Linked DNA regions of Mus musculus: region 2 is linked to region 1. Evidence: chromatin contacts called from public Hi-C data. All regions are on one chromosome and are shown on one strand. Each heading gives the region's core, a stretch centred on a gene start, on an enhancer-like site or on the middle of the called end of the contact. The rest is flanking DNA. Distances are from core to core; before and after follow the strand shown. Region 1 holds the start of Slk (STE20-like kinase). Region 2 overlaps Slk (STE20-like kinase).

What was found. Hi-C and Micro-C count contacts between places; a contact is called where the count stands out from the background.
Region 2: a contact with region 1 is called in a Hi-C map of cortical neurons, with 1.9 times the contacts expected there. The contact joins the enhancer-like site here to the promoter of Slk in region 1. A contact is called at or near these places in 9 of 39 promoter capture datasets (the C10 cell line, the HPC-7 cell line, cranial neural crest and 5 more), 5 of 484 Hi-C or Micro-C datasets (cortical neurons, embryonic fibroblasts, granulocyte-monocyte progenitors and 2 more), 7 of 115 datasets of contacts at active chromatin or transcription factors (the 230-238 cell line, the HPC-7 cell line, the SCID.adh cell line and 3 more) and 3 of 9 other capture datasets (adipose tissue, liver and pancreatic islet).

The regions. Positions count from the first base shown.
Region 1 is chr19:47,576,314-47,581,926 of GRCm38.p6, reverse strand. It overlaps Slk (STE20-like kinase), which reads right to left and starts at 1,908. Exons shown (of 18, transcript NM_001164639.1): 1 at 1,584-1,908. The coding sequence starts at 1,733.
Region 2 is chr19:47,623,996-47,629,967 of GRCm38.p6, reverse strand. Slk (STE20-like kinase) reads right to left here. Exons shown (of 18, transcript NM_001164639.1): 12 at 4,484-4,663. Among named protein-coding and RNA genes, the nearest start is that of Gm16068, 20 kb to the right of the region's middle. Within about 2 kb of position 4,412, at least 18 of the 459 cell types and tissues checked have an H3K27ac peak or open chromatin away from gene starts, as enhancers often do. A contact at or near this core is called in cortical neurons, where this site is marked.

The sequences.
Region 1 (5,613 bases), core at 659-3,158:
AAAACTTCGCAACCACCGACCACCTTCTCACTACAAGATTCCAGGTCCCTTGTGAGTTAATCGTCGCCTTTCCTCAGTAACTGCATATTCAGAGGACATTAATACGTGGAAAGATCTGAAGAAACGTTTAAGGAAACCTATGGTTTTAGAACTAAGAAAATCGAAGTTGGGAGAGGTGGTTATTTTGGTCATGACCGCCAAGCTGGCTCTGACAGCCAGTACTAAACGAGTCTCCCCAGGATGACTTCCTACCACCCTTACATGCCCTTCTGCTGTGCATCTTCAACAATAAGCTCTTGCTGAAACCATACTATATGCTGACTTTCATTAGCATTCATCTAAAGGTAACATACATTGTTTCATTTCAACAAATGTGTGAGGCATAGATTCAAATGTGAAACTTTGGGCCTTAATTTTATTATATAAACATGAAAATGTCAATTATAATATGTGACAAGTGCTACAGTAGCCATGTGAACAAGATGTTCTGAAAACACATAGAGCAAGCAATCAAAGTGTGTCTTTCAGACTGGATTAAAAAAAAAAAAAAAAAAAAGACCAGAATTTTGACAGAATGCATTCAAGGCACGCATTACAAGACAAAGTGTGCTGTGCTTAGAAAGTAGAGGACATGCTTTCGACTGAATGGAATTAAAAGTAAAAAGACACTACTACATATGGGCACAGAGGCCTGAGTTCAAGGCTACACTGAATCATGGTGGCCATGAACTGTCTGTGAGCTTCACTGTCTCCCTCCATGAGCAGGTGGACACTGCCACTTCTCAGGACTTTTATACGATACAAATTATGTGAGAATGGAAAGTCTTGAATCTATGTTTTCAATTCTAGGCAACCAGTGGGTCCTACCCCTAAACTGTGGCTCATAAAAACCTCGCCCTTCAGGAAGTAAATATTCCAATGACATCATTCATATACTTCCTAGGACAGGGTAAACAGTTAACATTCACACCTTTGTGTAGAAACATCAAACCTCTATTGAAATACATAAATACTCGTGTAGTTTTCTGATTCCTCAAGCACTGGTATTGCCTTCTAGCCAATGCTTATCGAATTTCAAAACTAGGATGAAATGAAGATCTCCTGGAAATGTTGTCAGAAATTCCATCCCATGTGGCCAAGCAACCAACTCAAGAACGGGCTCCATGCTGGCCAGGCACCTTTTGCTCGTTTTATCTGAATTATACATACTGTCCCCATCTCCAAAAAGTTACCTGTTTCATGCACACATGCAAACGCCACTAGTAAACAAACATCAGCACAGGGAGAAAGAAGCTAACGAGTTTCCGATTTTAAAAGACTCGAGGGCCGGGCCGCAACCACCCGCTCCTCCCATTAAATTCGGAAGTTTGACAGGGTTTAGACTGCAGACCCATCACTCCTGAAACTGCATCCGGCCCCACGGTATTCCGTAACGGCTTGGATGCTGAGCTGAAGTTTCAACCTACAAAGCCAAGGAGCGGGCAAGTCACGGGAAGGGCTGCTGGGGTGAAGTCCTCGTGCCACTCCGGACAGGCGGCCGTTTCATCTCCTCCTAAGCCAACTTCCCGTTTTCCCCCTCTTACCTTATAGACTTTCCCGAAGGCTCCGTCGCCCAGTTCTCCAATAATCTCCCAAAACTCTTCGGGGTTCAGGTCTCTCTTCACGTGTTCGTACTGTTTCTTCTTCTTCTCGCTCCCCAACTTGAAGATCTTACGGAAATTGAAGAAGGACATTTTTCCAAGCCCAGCAGAGCCCCTTGCCCTTAAAGGGCTAGGAACAATAAAAGGCAAAGTTTGTGGCGCGTCGTCTCCCGCGCGAGCCCGGGGTCCGGGCCGCTCCCGCCGGGCGCTCCCCGGAGAAGGCGGGGCGCCGACCGGGCTCCGGCCCCGGAGTGGGGCGCGCGGCCGCCGCGAGCCGGGACGGGCCGAGCGGCACGGTGGGCACCTCGCTCGCGGGCCCCGGGGGCTGCACCTGCCCCGGCGCTCGTCCCCGGCCCGCACCGGGCCGCACGGGTCCGAGCGGCGCGGACGCCCGCGGCCCGCGGCGCCTTAGGCCCGTGTCACCGCGCGTCTCCCGGGGCGGCGGCCGCTCCGGACCCGGGAAGCGGCCGGCGCCCGGCAGGCGCGTAGCGGCGAAGCCAAGCTCTCCCGCCGGGGCCCCACGTCTGCTCCGAAGCGTCCGCTCCCACTGCGCGACACCCGCGCGTCCCCTCGGCTCTGGGGCGCCGCTGCCTCGCTCGTCGCCTCAGCCCACACAGCCTCGGCCCGCAGCGCGCACGGACGCCGACGCCGTCTCGCAGCGCGCCCGAGCTCCTCGGCCGCGCGCGCGCTCGCCCGCGCGGTGACGCGCCCCGCTCCCCGCGCGCTCGCGAGGGCGTACCCTCTGGCCCCGCGCACGCGCGCTGGCTCCGCCGGGCTGGCGGCGCGGCGGCTCGGTGGCGCCTGCGGCGGGAGGTGTGGTGGAGGCTTGAGCGCTTCCATCCTCCTCGAGGGTTTTGCGTTGACCTCTGCGAGCCCGAGCCGGGTGGCTCCACGACGTCGTTGGCCAGGTCTCCTTCGGCGCGACCCTGTTGATTGCGCTGGCGGATGTTGCCTCATTCTGCACAAGGGGGACGCGGGAAAGCAGGCTATGCTTGTGGGTGCCTGAAAGTGCACTGTTTCCGCTTCGGAACTCATACAAGAGTCCAGGGAGAGGGAAAGCCGGGAGCCTGGGCTTTGAGCCATAGTTCAGTGACTTTGAATACAGCATCCGAGTCCCCATTCCTATGATCTCCATAGTCCTTACTGAAACGTTGCGGCATAGATCAAAAGAGACAATAAATGGAAACCCTTTGCACAGGGCTTGCACCAGCAAGTGCACAATATTTACTCAATATGAAGGTAGTGCAAACATAGGTTGTAAAAAAAAATTGTTTAAAAGGTAGGTGTGGTGGAGCCCTGGGGAAGCTGCCAACGAATGATAACGAGTTCGAGACCAGCCTGGGCTACAGAAAAAAGCCCTGTCTCAAAAAATAAAAAGGAAATTGTTTAAGATCGGCTTCTGGAGTGGTGACACTCCCTTAAGGATAACCTCTGGGTCACCTCCACAGCCAGAAAACTGGTGCCGCCCTTCCTGAGTCTCACCTGAGCTAATCCAGCCGGGGATTCCAGATTTGCTGGGGCTATGTGGGTGTCGCCTGGAGTCTGTCAAATGATTTACCGTCCCCCTCCTCCACCTGACAGAAGCCCTTTGGGGAGGAGGGGGGCGGGGAGGCAGAGGCGGGGTCACCCATCAAGGTGACCAAGAGCAGGGCCACATTCCAGGGTAGGTGTAGAAAGCAGACCAGGAAATGAGTGAATACCACAAGAAAACGTTTTAAAAATTAAAATAGTAGACTTTGACAAAAGATGAGGCCTAGTGGTACAAAGGGGACAATAGCAAGCGCTTAAATTTGAGGCCAGAGCGAGTGTGCAGCAGTTAAGTGCATTTGCTCTTAACCACTTTCTTGTTGTTTTTTTCTTGTTTTCTTTCTTGTTTTGTTTTGCTCTAGCCCCAAAATGTAGCAGTTGTTCCGTAAAAGGCTCAAGATTGTTTTCTCAAGATCCTTCTGTTTCAAGATATTTTATATATAATTGATACACACTGAACTGCATACATTAAAAATATACACTTTCATGTATTTCCATGTTACACACACCATGAAAATGACCTAGTCAGTTTTAATATTATTCATGGAGAAAATATGTAAAGAATAAAATTAAGAAGTACTATAATTCCACCAGCCAACAGAACCACTAGTAGATTACACTCTGTATGAAGATGTATGTCTAGCCCGTGTAAGGTTCTAGTATTATCTGTATTGTTCTGCTCCATAATGACATAGTTGGATTCTTTACAGTATTTCTGCCACACTGACAGATGCCTTCGCATACGAATCCTTTCTCACAGTCCCCGTATTTGATATCTCCTCAGTGTAAAGCAACCGGAGTAGATCTGGGTGAAAGAATAGGGTTCTGTGTTGTTCATCTCAGAATAGGAGAGGCTTGCTTGCCTTCCCAAAAGGTCACATACGTACATATAAAATCTTTTTGTTGTTGTTGTTGTTTTGGTTTTTTGTTGTTTTTTGTTTGTTTGTTTTTCAAGACAGGGTTTTTCTTTATAGGCTGTCCTGGAACTCACTTTGTAGACCAGGCTGGCCTCGAACTCAGAAATCTGCCTGCCTCTGCCTCCCGAGTGCTGGGATTATACATATTAAATCTTAAGAAATAAAAGTTAGACATGGCAACGGATACCTGCGATCCCAGCATTCCTGAGGCTGAGACGGGAGGCTTACAATGAACTCCAGGCCATCTACAACATAAAAGTGGGTTCTAGTTCCAGCCTGACCCACAGGGTGAGATTCCGCCTCAAAAATGAAATACGGAAATCATAATCTAGGGAACGTCTCGCCTTTTGAGTTCCTCCTCACTCCGGTTCATTCCTGTTAAGAAGCTCAGGCTGGGCTAGGGAGACAGCACAGTGGGGCAAGTACTGTTCTACATGTCTGAGGACCTGATTTCAATCCTAAGCAGCCAGTAAAAGCCAGGCAGAGCACAGTTATAACCCCAGTGCTGGGGGGACGGGGAGGGAAGGACAGACAGATCCCAGGGGCTCTCTGGACAGCCAGCATGGCCTAGACCTCAAACTCCAGGTTCAGTGAGATAATCTATCACAAAAAAAAAAATTAAGGTAGGGAGTAAGAGAAGAAGGCATCTGACATTGGCCCCTGGCCTCCACATGCACATACATACACACGTGCACACATGTGTACACACACATAGCTAAGACTATAATGATAGCTATATTCACTATATTCCTGACAGAGAATATGACTACGGCTTCGTGAATATGTACCTATTTCCAAACTCTTCCTTAGCTATGAGCAGATTTATGTGTCAATGATACATCAATAAAATGTTTTCTTTTTTTTAATATTTATTTATTATATGTAAGTACACTGTAGCTGTCTTCAGACACTCCAGAAGAGGGCATCAGATTTCATTACGGATGGTTGTGAGCCACCATGTGGTTGCTGGGATTTGAACTCAGGACCTTTGGAAGAGCAGTGGGCACTCTTAACCACTGAGCCATCTCACCAGCCCCAGTGTTTTCTAAAAAACAAATATAAATAAATGAAAAACAGCCAGTGTAGTAGAGAAGATGGCCAGAGGACGAGGAGGAAACTCAAAGCGCAGGGAGCTGAATAAATCCCCTCTGTGGCTCCCCTAATAAAGGCGTCTGGTGCTCTGTGTTTACATAGTAAAAACACTAAGCAAAGGAAAAACTCAGATTTATCTTTACAACTGCAAACATTCTCGTAGGGTTTTTTTTTTTCCCCAATATATGATGGGAAAAAAAATAAGTGGACCTCTTAAGAAAATGTTTTAACATTAAAGTAATAGGCGTGGCCTATGGCTAGAAAGTAACTTGAAGCAGGGATTTGGGACTGTAGAGATGGCTCGGCAGCTAAGAGCATTTGGTTTTTGGAGAAGACCCAGGTTCAGTTCCCAGCAGTCGCCTAGTAATTCACAGTGTCCCATAGCTCCAGTTCCAGGATGTTCGACTCCTCTTCCGACTTCCATCAGCACAAAGCAT
Region 2 (5,972 bases), core at 3,163-5,662, 46 kb before region 1:
AGAAATAGGAAAGAAACAAAGGGAGGGAAGGAGAGAGGAAGAGAGAAGAAAAGGGGGAGAAGAAGGGTGTGACAAGGAAAAGAAAAAAATCCTTCTCTTTAGTCCACAGGGAAGCGGCCCTTACCTTTGAGAAAACGTTCCTATGAGAAGTGAAAAACCTGGGGTCTGGGTGTCAAATATGGACCAGCTCTGTGGCTGTACAGCCATGATTTAACAACTCTAAAAGTCTAAAACAGACTGCAAAATTACCAGGTTTTAATACATTTATCAAAGAAATAAATACATTTGAAATGCTACATTCTAAACCCTTAAATTTACAGAAAGAATATACCAACTACTTTATCTTTCATGAGAAAATATAAACCTGCTCCCTAAATTACATGAAGTCATTAAAAAGGTAAGCTAAAATTAAAATATAGGATTACTCAATTCACTCAACAATAAATTCTCAACTCTTACCATTGATAGAACTAAAACCATCTTTTTGTCCTTTTTAAAGCAAAACTATATTGCTCTTATTTATCTAGCTTGAAATCTAAACTAACCAGAAGTATATGTGTAGCCAGCAAGGACTTCCTTTTCACTTTGTTTACAAAAAACACCCAGTAATAAACACAAAAGCAGATGGCTAAGCACGTGGCAAGCCTGTGTGCTATGTGGCGATCCACTGTATAAACCTGGAGCTGAGGTTGTCTGCACAGGAATCCTGGTTTTACCACTTGCCAGACATGTCAGTGTGTGACGGGTCATCCCACCTCCCAGGGCTTCTTCCTCACCTCTAAGACAGAGTGATGCTCACGTGAGACTGCAGCATCAGAAAAGTGTTAGGTACATGGCAAACCCTATGTCTGTCACCATTTCCTTCAATTAGTCATCCCGCTCCAGGACAAGAACAAGTGCCTCAATGGCTTATAGCTAGAAAAACAGTAGTTATATTCACCTGAGTTTATTAAAATTGTAAATTCTACAATCATAGTTCCCCTTTTTCCCACAGAATTAAAATATTATCAGCTCTGAAATGACAATAGGCAAACAGTAGTTTTAAAATATCTTTACTGCAAATGCACGTGCATACACACACACACACACACACACACACACACACACACACACACGTCACTCACACTTTAGTACCAGTCTATGACATGGTTCCTAATGGATTTTTGATACTTATGTATTTCTTTCTAGGATCCTACAAAGTCCAAAAATTTAAAAATCATTTGTTATCACATAAAACCACATTAAGACAATAATATATTGAGGTAACATGGAAATTTTGTTAAAACATTTATTTGGTTAATTCATCCATCTTGTAAAAAGAAAAAATATGCTGTTTACGTAACTGTTAGATTCTAAACCAAAAATAAATATACTAAAAATGTTTTTAAAGTTGATTATGTTGTTGATCTTTTAAAAAGCAACAATGTTTGATCTACCATTTAATAATAAAATTTACCATTTTTATTCTAAATGGTTTTCAAATAGTCATTCTTTTTCTTTTCTTTTTATTTTAAAAAAGATTTATTTATTTTATGTTTGTAAGTACACTGCAGCTATACAGATGATTGTGAGCCTTCATGTGGTTGTTGGGAATTGAATTTTAGGACCTCTGCTCGCTCTGGTAGGCCCTGCTTGCTCTGGTCAACTCTGCTCCGGCCCAAAGATTTATTATTATTCATAAGTACGATGTAGCTGACTTCAGAAGTCGTCAGAAGAGGGCGTCAGATCTCATTACGGGTGGTTGTGAGCCACTATGTGGTTGCTGGGAATTGAACTCAGGACCTTCAGAAAACCGGTCAGTGCTCTTGCCTGACCGCTGAGCCATCTCGCCTTCCCAGTCATTCTTTTTCTAAGCACAGGGTTATATATTACCCTCCACTTCTCTCCTAAAGGTCTTCTAGCAAGCACTGCAACCACTACTTAGACCCAAGCGCTTCCATCATGATAAAATCAGCAAACAGTAGGCATTACCCTAAGGCATTCATTTCTTTTATGTAATCAACTTTCTAAACATTTCAGTTATTCATATTAGCAATTTAAAGGTCACCAAGTATAAATTCAACATACTTAAGAAAAAAAAAAAAAGATGCTGGGTATCAACAGACGGGGGAAAGCTCAACACTAAATGGTGATTACAGCTAAAATCTCCTCTTTCACCCATGGTTTGCTAAGGCAGGAAGGAGAAAGGCTGCTCTCTGGTTGAGTGGCCTGCAGCTGCTGCTGTTACCTGAGCGTGCTGGCTCTGCGCAAGCTCCTCTTTCCTGCGCTTCGTGAGCTCCCTCCTCAGCTCTCTGGGGGCTTTCTCCACTTCATTCATAACCTACAGTACACAAGCACGCGGGCGGTGGGGAATGACACTTCCTCCACAGAAAGCGTGTGCGTGTGAGCAGAAAGCTACAGATCAAGACTAAAGCTGTTAAAAAGATTCCTTTCACCATGCATCAGCAGAAGCATTAGTTGGTGGGAAAGAGCAAAACTACAGAGCATGCTTAATCTCGGTGCAGAAAGAGGCAGGACAGCACACTTGCTTGACTGTGCCCTCGTGTATTCACCAGAGAAGCAGCGCTCACAGCACTATGGCTGAGAGGACAGCGATAGACTCAGAAATTACAGACGTACCTATCCAGATGTTTAGGACTAAGCACATGGAAAGCTAATGTCATTTATAAAGTGCAAACTTTACCACTGACTTGACAATACCAAAGGTAGAGTTCTAAATGATCCACTTCATGACAACAGGGTAGGAAAGGGAAGGGAAGAAGCAAGTGGGACTTCAAATCAATGGACATTAAGATTTTTCCATAAAATATACCATTTCATACATGGTATGACACAATGCATATAGCTGACTACTTTTTGTAGGATTAGATAACATTCTCTTTGGTGAAAACTGAAGCCAAGCTGGTCAGCTTTAAAAGCAGTAACAAGGAATCTTAAAGTTTAGTAAGCTATGATTTGTTACACTAAACCAAATATATTTTAAAATGAAGCATTTTTTTAATTCCTTCTTTTTTTCAAAAGCCTAAATGTGAATTTCACCCACCAAAAGCTCTATAGTCCAGCTCTGAAAAACAAGCATGTGTTTACAAGTCAAAGCACCAAAAGAGCCCAGATTCCAAATCACCACATGCCACTGGCAAAGAAAGAGACTGATTTTGATTTAACAGTATCCATAAAGTTCCCAACAGTAATTCTTCATGAAACCAAATCACCAATCAAAGCAAAAGACTCCCAAATTGCAAGAAGTTTAGCAATAAGGTAAAAATACACAATAAGATTATTCAGTATAAACACAACACCATCTCATAACTAGTGAACATCCAAAAATCAAAATAATAACAGTAACTACAGACGTATTCATCTAGAATTAAATCCTTTAATGTGATACAAAGATTAGCCTCTCAACAAATAACCCAGGATTTTTTTTCAATTAACAAAGATTTTTATCATTGTATATGAAGCAACTCTGTATAAAACATTACAACAATAAAACCAACCTTTTAGAAATGCTAACTACCACAAATAAAGCTGCATGCAACCAACATTTGACCTAAGGAAAGCATCAAGTCCTTGCTTTGCTGTTAATGCTCAGTTCCACCTCACTATATCCTTAAGAGTTAATAACACGCTGTCCAGTTTTCTTCTTAATCAAATGCTAAAGTCAGAGGCTAAAATCTTAGTAACTGGGACATGTAACAGAAGTAAAAATGCATTTCCTAGCTTGGTTATTGTCTTCCAACCCTAATAGAACTGACCATAGTCATTTTCCCCTGGGGTATTTATATCCCCAAAATGGAAATCCTTCACCTGCACTGAAGATGTAAAACAAATCATAAAATTGTTTCTGAAAATTGCTTGCCTGTATTTTATTTTAATCTAGGAACAAATGGACAATACATGGAAAACCTCTTTACTAGCTGATAATAATCAGCTACACAACATGGAAGTAGCTCAGGAAAGTCAAACCATTTTATAATTGCATAATTTTTTCCCAAAGGTATAATAAGAGATGCTATTTTGAATATCAAGCTATTCAGTTTTTGCTTGGCAAAAATGTCTTTAAAAAAAATCAATAAACCTAATGGAGAAAAATTCAAATGTCGAGTAAATTGTACATGATAATTCTGACTGCTACTAATAAATACCAGAGGTTAAGTTCTCTTGAAAACGTATTTCTGAAGAAGGCCCTAAATATTGCATTACTAAGAGGGGATGGCAGAATGCAATACAGCTTGGTCTGTATTTGAAGACTTAGTTCAAAGTTAAGTGAGACAGGCACTGAAACCTCTTTTATTCCCGTTTTCTTGGCAGCAAAATGAAGGTAATATCTGACTTCACTAACTGCCAGCCTATCATTGTTTGGAAGACAGAACAAAGGAACAAATAAATGAGCAGTGTTCTGTCCCCCATTGTTCCTAATGCCTCAGTCTGCAATTTGCATTTTAAAAGCGGCTGTGCTGGTTCCCAGCAGCGGCTCACTTACCTCCTTCTTGCGGTTTTTCAGCACATTCTGGAACTTGGACAGCTCCTTCTCCTGCTCTCCTTTGATGCGCTTGGCTTCGTCTCTCAGGCGGTTAGTGTGCTCTTGTTCTAGCCGTTCAATTGTCTGTTTCTGCTGCTTCTCTAAATTCTCAATTTCTTGGTCATATTGTCGCTTCTTACTCTGTAAAACAATGCAATCTATTCAAGCATTGTACAATTTTGAATATAGAAATACTTATTATAAAGGAAGGAAGGAAGGAAGGAAGGAAGGAAGGAAGGAAGGAAGGTAGGTAGGTAGGTAGGTAGTTGAAGCCAGGCATGGTAGCACATGCCTGCAATTCTAGCACTTGAAAATTGGCGGCAGGAATGAGCACTATATACTGAGACACTATCTCACAAAATAAAGACAAAACAAAAGCCCTCAAAAATAAAAGAAACTGAAAAACAGAACATTTTGCAAAAATCTATACAGGAAAATCCAGGAAAAAGACATAAATTTTAAAATTAAAAAATTAAAATTATGGAAAAAGGACCACAAAAGCACTGGGTGAGAACATCTCTCATTATTTTCTCAGGACCCAGTTGTGATGACCAAACACAAAATTAACAATGCCACATCCCACACTCCACAGTCCTCAACAGTTATTATAAGACTGCAAAGCATTGTAATCTAAACATCAATATTATTCTTCTCATACACATTAGACTAGATGATCAACCTACGATCACTGAGATTTCGTACCACGCTCCTAAATTCCCTTCCCAACTGAGAACTAAGAACTGAAGGCCTCAGCAGGCCTCAGCAACAAGTACACAGCACGTCACAGCAGTGGGGACGAGGCCACGAAGGCCTAACTGTACAAGCCAGCGAAGAAAGGAAAATTTGAAAAATCAAAACAAGTTTTGGATTTTAATCTCAGCTCGAGCTAGATTGCCTTAAAACTTTAGAATCCAGAAAACTTGCACAGTGTCTCGATGATAAAGGTGTCGGAAAGGGTTTTCTGAGTAGAACTGCAGTTGTCCAAGAACGAAGGCCAACAATTGATATAAGGAGGACTTCACAAAACTAAAAAGCTTCTGAACAGCTGAAGAAACAGTCAGCTGCACAGGGGCGCACAGAACAGGAGGGGACCTCTGCCAGTCTGACTCTGACAGAGGATTGATATCCAGCACACACAACTCAAAAGCAAAGAGCCAAAACCACCAACAACCCATTCACAACCGAGGCCTGAGGCCTAAACACAGACATCTCAAAAGAAGAAACAAGTGGCTAAGAAATGTGTCAATAAATGTTCACTGTCCCTAGTGTTTGGAGAATTACAAATCAAAATAATCCTTGAGATTTTTACCATAGCCCAGTCAGAATGGCAAAGAGCAATGGACTAAGTGACAGCAGATGCTGGAGGGGATGTGGGGAAAGGGAACGCTCACTCACTGCGGGTGGGACTGCAAACAGCTGCAGCTCCTATGGAAACTAGTGTGGAGAATCC